2 separate regions of the Sus scrofa genome follow, and region 2 is linked to region 1. Evidence: chromatin contacts called from public Hi-C data. All regions are on one chromosome and are shown on one strand. The core of a region is the stretch at or near the end of the contact, and the rest is flanking DNA. Distances in the headings are between cores, read along the strand shown.

The links. Hi-C and Micro-C count contacts between places; a contact is called where the count stands out from the background.
Region 2: a contact with region 1 is called in a Hi-C map of liver, with 6 times the contacts expected there. The contact joins the promoter of GDI2 here to the promoter of ANKRD16 in region 1. A contact is called at or near these places in 1 of 5 promoter capture datasets (liver), 9 of 47 Hi-C or Micro-C datasets (alveolar macrophages, brain, epiblast stem cells and 4 more) and 2 of 2 datasets of contacts at active chromatin or transcription factors (alveolar macrophages and skeletal muscle).

What each region holds. Positions count from the first base shown.
Region 1 is chr10:65,106,335-65,110,327 of Sscrofa11.1, forward strand. ANKRD16 (ankyrin repeat domain-containing protein 16) reads left to right here and starts at 2,709. Exons shown (of 7, transcript XM_005668213.3): 1 at 2,709-3,111. The coding sequence starts at 2,792. It overlaps FBXO18 (F-box DNA helicase 1), which reads right to left and starts at 2,641. Exons shown (of 20, transcript XM_021065040.1): 1 at 2,413-2,641.
Region 2 is chr10:65,159,038-65,162,658 of Sscrofa11.1, forward strand. It overlaps GDI2 (GDP dissociation inhibitor 2), which reads left to right and starts at 1,663. Exons shown (of 11, transcript NM_001001643.1): 1 at 1,663-1,902. The coding sequence starts at 1,858.

The DNA of each region.
Region 1 (3,993 bases), core at 1,459-3,958:
AATGACGATGACCAATCTGAAATTAGACTTCCGAGAGCAATGTCAATAGTTTCATGTTCACACACACACACAGGCCACAAAACCTATCAAATGATCACGGCACCGACGACCAGGGCTGAATGCTACGGAACCAAAGAACACAACACGAGAAAAAGGAACGAGGACAGCCAAGTGGCAAATCACAATGCCAACGATGGCCACGTGGGCAGTGAGTCACTAAAGGGCACACTGCAAATCCCACACGCCTGCACAACAAGGATGAGCGGAGCAACTGGGAAACCAGTTAAGACCCCAGAAGAGCTGCATCCATGAGCTCACTGTCAAGATTTGCCCCTCCTACACCAAGCTTTTGCTCTGGAGAATCACAGGGGCTGTGGACAGATTCACATACCTTATCATTTAGTTGTCTAAAAACACTCGGTCCCATTGTGCAAACGTGCACCGATTTTGTTCTTTAAAATACGGAAACATGGAGCCCCCGCCGAGGCTCAGGGGAAACGAATCTGACTAGGAACCATGAAGTTGCGGGTTCAATCCTTGGCCTCACTCAGTGGGTTAAGGATCTGGCGTTGCTGTGAACTGTGGTATAAGTTGCAGATTCGGCTTGGATCTGGTATGGCCATAGCTGTGATGTAGGCCAAAAGCTGTAGCTCCGATTAGACCCCTAGCCTGGAAGTGTCCATATGTCGTGGATGTGGCCCTAAAAAGACAGAAAAATAAATAAGCTTAAGGAAACTAGAGGCATAAGGGAAGAGATACCAGGGTCATTAGCAAGTGGGGGGTGGGGTGTTGAGCAGCAACAATTGCGAAACTACCATATACCTCAACCTCCATTTGCACCAACACAGACAACTGCAGTTAAGAACAATGCTTGGCCTGTCCTAAAACTTGATGCAGTTCAAAGCACTTTTCTGCCTTCCTGTTTTTGAAGCGGCAAGATACAATGGAACAGCAACTTTGGCAAAGCTGATACTGGACCTGGTCCTGTCTCCATAACTATCCATATTATTCAGTCCACCAAATTCAAACGCAACCTGCTCTTTAGTAAAACGGGGTTGTTTTCGTACCAGAGGTCTTTTTTCTCTCTTGAGCAGCGCACCACGCACCAGCAGACACTCACTGGGTGCTACCATCTTTCCTTCCAGAGGCCTTTCTTTATACCACCTCTGGGAAAAAGCTAACCTCTTTAACCTGTTTAGGCTTCGCTGCCGCAGCTACCCCCCCCCCCCAATCATGGTGCCTTATAGGGTTGTTTGTGAACTGGGTGATTAATGTAAAGTGCTTTGTAAACCAGAGTGCAATACCATACGTGAAGCATAATTGTTTCCAGGCCTGGCAAATAGTAGCTGCTCCCATTTTATCTCCAAAGCAACTGAAAACACCCGGAGGGTTGAATGACTAGCACCCAGTAAGATCAGGTAAAAACTCAACAGCTACCCTCAGCTCTCCCATCAACCCACACAGCAGGCTCAGATCTTAATGTACCCTCCACCAGCTCAAGGCCCTTTCACATCGCCTTAATTTTCTCAATGTTCAGGTAAGGGGAAAGGAAGACTGCAAAAAAAAAGGAAGCAAAAGGATACAATAAAATGACTCGCCCAAGGTCAAAACAGCAACGCAGAAGGAAAGGAAATGCTAGCTGGCCAGCAGCGGAGGCCACGTCCCCCGTGACTCCCACAGCCCCGAGCAGCGCCGCACCCCTGCGTCCCGTGAGCCCCTGGACCTCCCCCGCGTGCGCGCCCCACTGCGCCCCTGCACCTCACCGGCAGTCTGCCCGCGCCCCTCCACGCCCCCCGCGGGCAGCTCCATGCCCCAAGGCCAGACCCCGCTAAGGACCCCCAAAGGTTCAGCGTCCACACGGCTTGGCCCCACCCGCGCACCCTGCCACGTCGGCGGCCTCACGCACTATGGCGCTCTGCAACGGGGCTCCTGCCGCCGCCGCCGGGCCAGAGCCCCCCAGGCGTCCCAGTCTCAGCGTCCCCCGGGCAGCGCGAGCCCGAGCAGGCCGCGGACTTCCTCCGCCAGCTCCGCCCCCGCCGCAGCCCCGCGAAGAGCCCGCCGCCGGCGCTGACGGACTGTGCTCCGGACCAATCGAAACGCGTGTGCGGAAGGGGCGCGCTGACAGACTGCCCCAGCGACCAATCGGAACGCGCACTTGCAATAGGGGCGGCTACCGCAAGCGGGCCCCGCCCCGTCCGTGCTTCCTCTAGGGCGGAAGAAACGAGTGGAAACTTTCCCAGAGTTCCTCTGAGCTCCGGGACCCGCGGAAGGGCCGCGTCGGGCGGGGCGGGACTGTGGGCGGAGCGGGGCTGGGGGCGGGAACGTGCGGGCTCCACCCCGTCCCCCGGGGGCCCGCGCTGCCAGGTGATCCCGACTGGCGGCGGCGTCCGCACTCAGACGCTTAGAACCTACCCCGGCCTGCCCCGCTTTCGGGACCCACATTGGTGCGGCCTCCGCGCAGGCCTCTCCGGTCTCCCGGCGGCGGGGTGAACTCGGGCTCAGGGCGGGCGTCCCTCCCGGCAGACGCTGCCGCCACTACCTAGCGTTTTGCTCCGGGGCGAAACCAGGGCGTGCGGCAGGCTCCGAGCGTGCGTTCGCGCGAGCCCGCACGCGTGGTCCGTGGGAGGCAGCGTCCCGGGGGCGGGCCAGGCCGGGGAGGGGGCCGGGATCTGGGCGGGGCCGGGGGAGGGGCCCCGGGGCGAGGGCGGGGCATCCGGAAGAGTGTCCCGGGGAGGGGCGGGGCTGGAGGAGGGTCCTCCGGGCCGTCCCGGCCCGTAGAGGATCTCGGGCCATGGCGGCGTCTGTGGACCCGCGGCGGTTGTACCGGCTGGTGCACGAAGGCCAGCTGTGCGCCCTGCGGGAGGAGCTGCGGGCAGCAGGCCGCGCCGACTGCGCGGGGCCGGCTGGGGACACCCTCCTGCACTGCGCCGCGCGCCACGGCCACCTGGACGTCCTGACCTATCTGGTCGAGGCTTGGGACATGGACATCGAAGCCACCAACCGAGACTACAAGCGGCCGCTGCACGAGGCGGCCTCCATGGGCCACCGGGACTGCGTGCGATACCTGCTGGGCCGGGGAGCAGCGGTCGACTGCCTGAAGAAGGCCGACTGGTAGGTGGCGGGACTTTCGGAGAGACCCGCACCCTTCCCTGCAGGATCGTGAATTCCCACTCCGTCCACACTGTAGTTCCTCAACCTTCCCCTATAGAGAAGAATGACCTACAGCGAACCTTGTCGCTGCCCTTGTGGGGACTGTTGCAGTCTTCTGTTCCAAACTGCCTCCCGTTGCAAAGCACAGGACAGTACAGATGAACAGGTAGAGACAGTCAGTCTACGAATTGTTTGTCCCGCGTGTAGATCGCATGAGCCCCAGGATGCGATGTTCTTCTGGGAACATTTAGCTAAATGATGACTTCACCGATGACATTTTTTTTTTTATTTTGAAATTTGTAGTTCACAGAAAGTTGCAAAGAAAGCTTCTGGAAGTCCCATGCTCCCTTCCCCCAGCTTCCCCCAAAGTTCACATCTTAGAGCCACAGCAGGAAAACAAAAGGAAGAAAGTGACATTGCTACAATCCCTGGACTTCCTCAGAGTTCATCAGTTATCCTTACACTGGAGCACGTGTGGTGCTCTGATTTTTATCACATGTGTAGCCTGGCATGACCACCTCACAGCCGTGAGAGTAACCATCGCACCAAGCAGTCGTGTTGTGTTAGATCCACACTGTTTTCAGTACTCACTGGGTCGGTCTAGCCCCTTAGAGGTTATGAACATCTGATGATTCAAACATGTGAAGCTCCTGCCCTCAAGGGATTCCTGCTCTGATGTAAACAAGAAACATCAGACAGCCATATGGCTAAATAAAGGGCACCTTGCCCACTGGTGAGGGGAGAGGCCTGGGATGTTTGGAGGTTTGCTCTTTGGCTGCGACGAAGCCCAAGACTGATTTTCTTGAGCTGCTAGTGAATTGGTCTCAAGAGTGGAGGCACATT
Region 2 (3,621 bases), core at 413-2,912, 52 kb after region 1:
CAGCAGTAGTGACCTAAGCAGCTGCAGTGACAATACTGGATTCTTAGGCTGCACCACAGGAGAACTTCTCTCAAACTTTATGGGGTAAAGAAACATTGTAAAAATGTTACATTCTTTCCTGAATCAGAATGATTTAAACACAACAGAGTTCTGTCTATAAAGATTCACTTTCAATAGCTCTTATCCAGCTATATTTAAGAGTAAATCTTTTTTTTTTTTCTTTTTTCTTTTTCCTACAGCATGTGGAAGTTCCTGGTAGTGAAGCTAAGCCACAATGACAATGCCAGATCCTTAACACGCTGAGACACCGGTGAACTTCTGAGAGTAAATCTTGAAATACCATCTCTTCTGTCTGCTGAGTATGCAGACCTGTCTGAAAACAGAGGCCTTTAGGTAAATCACTTACCTGAAAGGCCTGCTGTACAGGTCTACTCTGTTTGGTTGTGAACACCAGCCACTGCTTGTATCCTCCCTCACAGCTGGAGATCCCAAAGAGAATCCTAAAAATGGTGGGTTTGTTTGGAGGTGGGCCCAGGCAAGGATGGGTGGGGATAGAGGGTATAGAAGGCAAACAGGAAATTGTTTCTTTTACGCTCATGGGCTAAACCTATTCACATAGTGGTCAGCTAATATTTTTACAGCTGGTTTAAGTTATCTATCTCCTTAGTAGGTGGAGACCTGCTTCCAATGAAGTCTGGCCTTCCCTTTTATGCTAAAGGTTACCTTTTTCTTTTAATTATAGTTGATTTACAATGTTAAGGGTTACTTTTTCTTTTTTGGCTGCACTAGTGGCGTGCAGTTAAGTTCCCTGGCCAGGAATTTAACTGTATCCACAGGATCCTCAACCGCCTAGGCCACAAGAGAACTTCAAGGGTTACTTTGTACAGTCCCCCCCCCCGCCCCCCCGCAAGCCTTCTAAATTTCCTAAGGCCGAACATGGGGCAACGCATCAAGCAAGAATGACACCGGATACGAAGTAAGATAAAGGAGTGATTTCTGAACTCAAAATATGTTGGGTCCTTTTTCCTTCAGGAAAGGGAGACAGGATAGACAAGCTAGACAAGCATCAAAAGACCAGACAAGGCGCGCCGTGGGGGCGTAGGAGCTGAGCCGTCGCAGGCCCAGCCGGGGTCAGGCCACGTGGCGTCAGCTCCGGGTCTGCGGGCGGGCGGGCAGGCGGGAATGCGGGGCCCCAGGCGGCTGCCCGCAGTCCTGGGGCAGCGGGTTCCGGTCCACGTGGCCGCCGCAGGCCCAAAGTCCAAGGGCGGCGGCAGGGCCCGGGGTCCACGGTGTGCCTCGGATCCCCCAGCAAAGCGGGAATAAGGAACTGGACAGCCGCTACCGGGCTGCAAGCACGTTCTCGCCCCAGCCTTGGGGAAGGTGGGGGGGGCAGCGCGCAGCACTGCAGCCCCCGACCACGGTGGCTGGTTGCCCCCCCGGCGGGGGGGGAAAGAACCGGAAGCCACGAGGGGGACCGCCCGCCCTCTTCTCGCGAGACGTGGGACAGGCAGGGGGTTGGTCGGGCGATGGGAACGTAGCCAATGAGCCAGCGGGAAAGGCGTGATCGACGGCCTCCTCTAAGCCCCGCCCCGGCTGCGGAGGCCGCGGTTGCCGCCTGCCTCTCCTTCCCCTCCCCGTCCTCCCTCCCTCCCCCGCCCCGCTCTTCTCTTCCCGTCTGAGGTGGCGGCCGGCTCCGTCCTCGCCAGCTCCGTGTTCCCTGTGCTCCCGCTTCCCTTTCCCCTCGGGCCCGGGCCGGCCTGCGTGCTCCCCTGCCTCCTCAGGGTGGCCGCCTAGCCCCCGACCCTAGCGGGCTGCGCCTTCGGCTTTCTCTGGGCTTCCGTCCGCCCCGGCCCCGCCATGAATGAGGAGTACGACGTGATCGTGCTGGGCACCGGCCTGACGGTGAGGCCCGGCGGGCGGGCGGGGGGCCGGGCCGGGGCCAGGCGGGAGGGGCGGCCGCTCGCCCTGCGCCGCCCCCGCGGGCCGCGCCGGCCTTGCAGGGGCCTCTCCCAGAGTCTCCCGGGGGCCCGGCCTGCGGCCGCACGGGCGAGCGGCGCGTCCGGCGGGGAGGAGACGCCCGGAGGTGGAAGCGGGTCCGGCAGGTGCCTGGCTGGGTCGTGGCGGCCGAGGGAGAGGAGGTGGGGAGTGCGAGTCGGCGGCGCCACGGGAGAGACCAGGCCGGGCCGGGGAGTTGCTGCGCCTCCCGGCTGGGGGGTGGCCTCCGACTCGGGAGCGGAAAAGCCGCCGCGGGGTGGGGGAGGGTGGGGGCCAATCACAGCGGCGTTTCCTACTTGGCTTCAGCCCCTGCTACGAGTCAGCCTTGGGGACAGGTCATTAAGTAATCACTGTTGGCAGGTAGTTACGTTCGGTGAACTTAGACTTTGGAGAAAATCGTCTTCTCATGCTCCTCCCCACTCCCTTCCCTTCGACCACCGTCCCCGCGCCCTTGAGCATCTGTAGCATAGGAAGGGGGTTTTCCCCACAGGTGTCTAATGCTGTCGCCCCTGACGTTGGCCACCTTTCCTTTTGTTTGGTCTGTCTCTGCCTCCGCGGTCTCTTCTGGACCCTTTCCCCTGAGAAGGGATTGGGGTTGGGTTTCTGGAGGCCAAGTTCTCCACTACTCCACGGTGCGCCTCCTACCAGGGTAAATTCCTTTTCCCAGCCATCTGTCTGCGTAGAGAACTTGAGGTAACACCCTGCAGAGAATGCAGGCAGGTGTTCTTCTTTTACAGAAAATGAAGACCGTCCTGCAGAAGAGTTCCATTTAAAGAGCAGGCCATTTCCGTTATCAAACGTTTTTTTGAAATTTGAAGTTTTGACTCTGAGCTGCTTCGTTTTAAGACAGGCACTGATTTTGAGCTTGTGTATCCTGTGTAATCTGATCTCAAAGTCCTGAGTCATTTCACATATACCATGACCAAATTTGTGGAAATGAGTTGTAATCGCTCAAGATCAAATTAATATTTTTTTCAGGTAACACTCCAAAGTAACTTTAGATTTCTTTGGATAAGAGAAAACCTTCGAACTTGCATTTGGCTAGATTTTAAGGAAAAGATTGTTAGAAACCAGAATGGCACTTTTGTGACCTGTCCTTTTTCTATTTATGGTGATTTATGGCGATGGTTGGATAATGCTCATGATGAGCATGCTCGTAATGCATACTTGATTATGTTTGACTAGTCCAGAAAAAGACAAGCGATTGGTTAGGAATCAGTACCAAGAAGGTGAGCTGGCTTACCTAGAAAGCTGTTTAGTGATTCTGAATGCAAGGTATTGGGCTGAATTTCTATTTTGGTAATGAGTTAAAAGACTGTTGGATGCCTAAATGAAAGAAAGGTGTCCCGTCCCCTCCGCCAGAAGTGCTTAATCGGGATTCTGAGCTGAGCTTAGTATTTTGTGGTGGATTTTGCCCATTGAAATGGGCACTGTTGCTGCAAGCGAATTGTAAGAGCCAGTTCCACTGTTTTTCTACAGTTAATGCTGGTCTTTCAGATTTGCTCTCCATTAGGTCAGTTAAGCATGCACAAATGAGTGCAAATCCATCATCCTGCAGGTTTCTACATGCCTAGTTCAGAAGCATCACTTTGTATCAAAGATGGCATGTCTTATTGCATAATAACC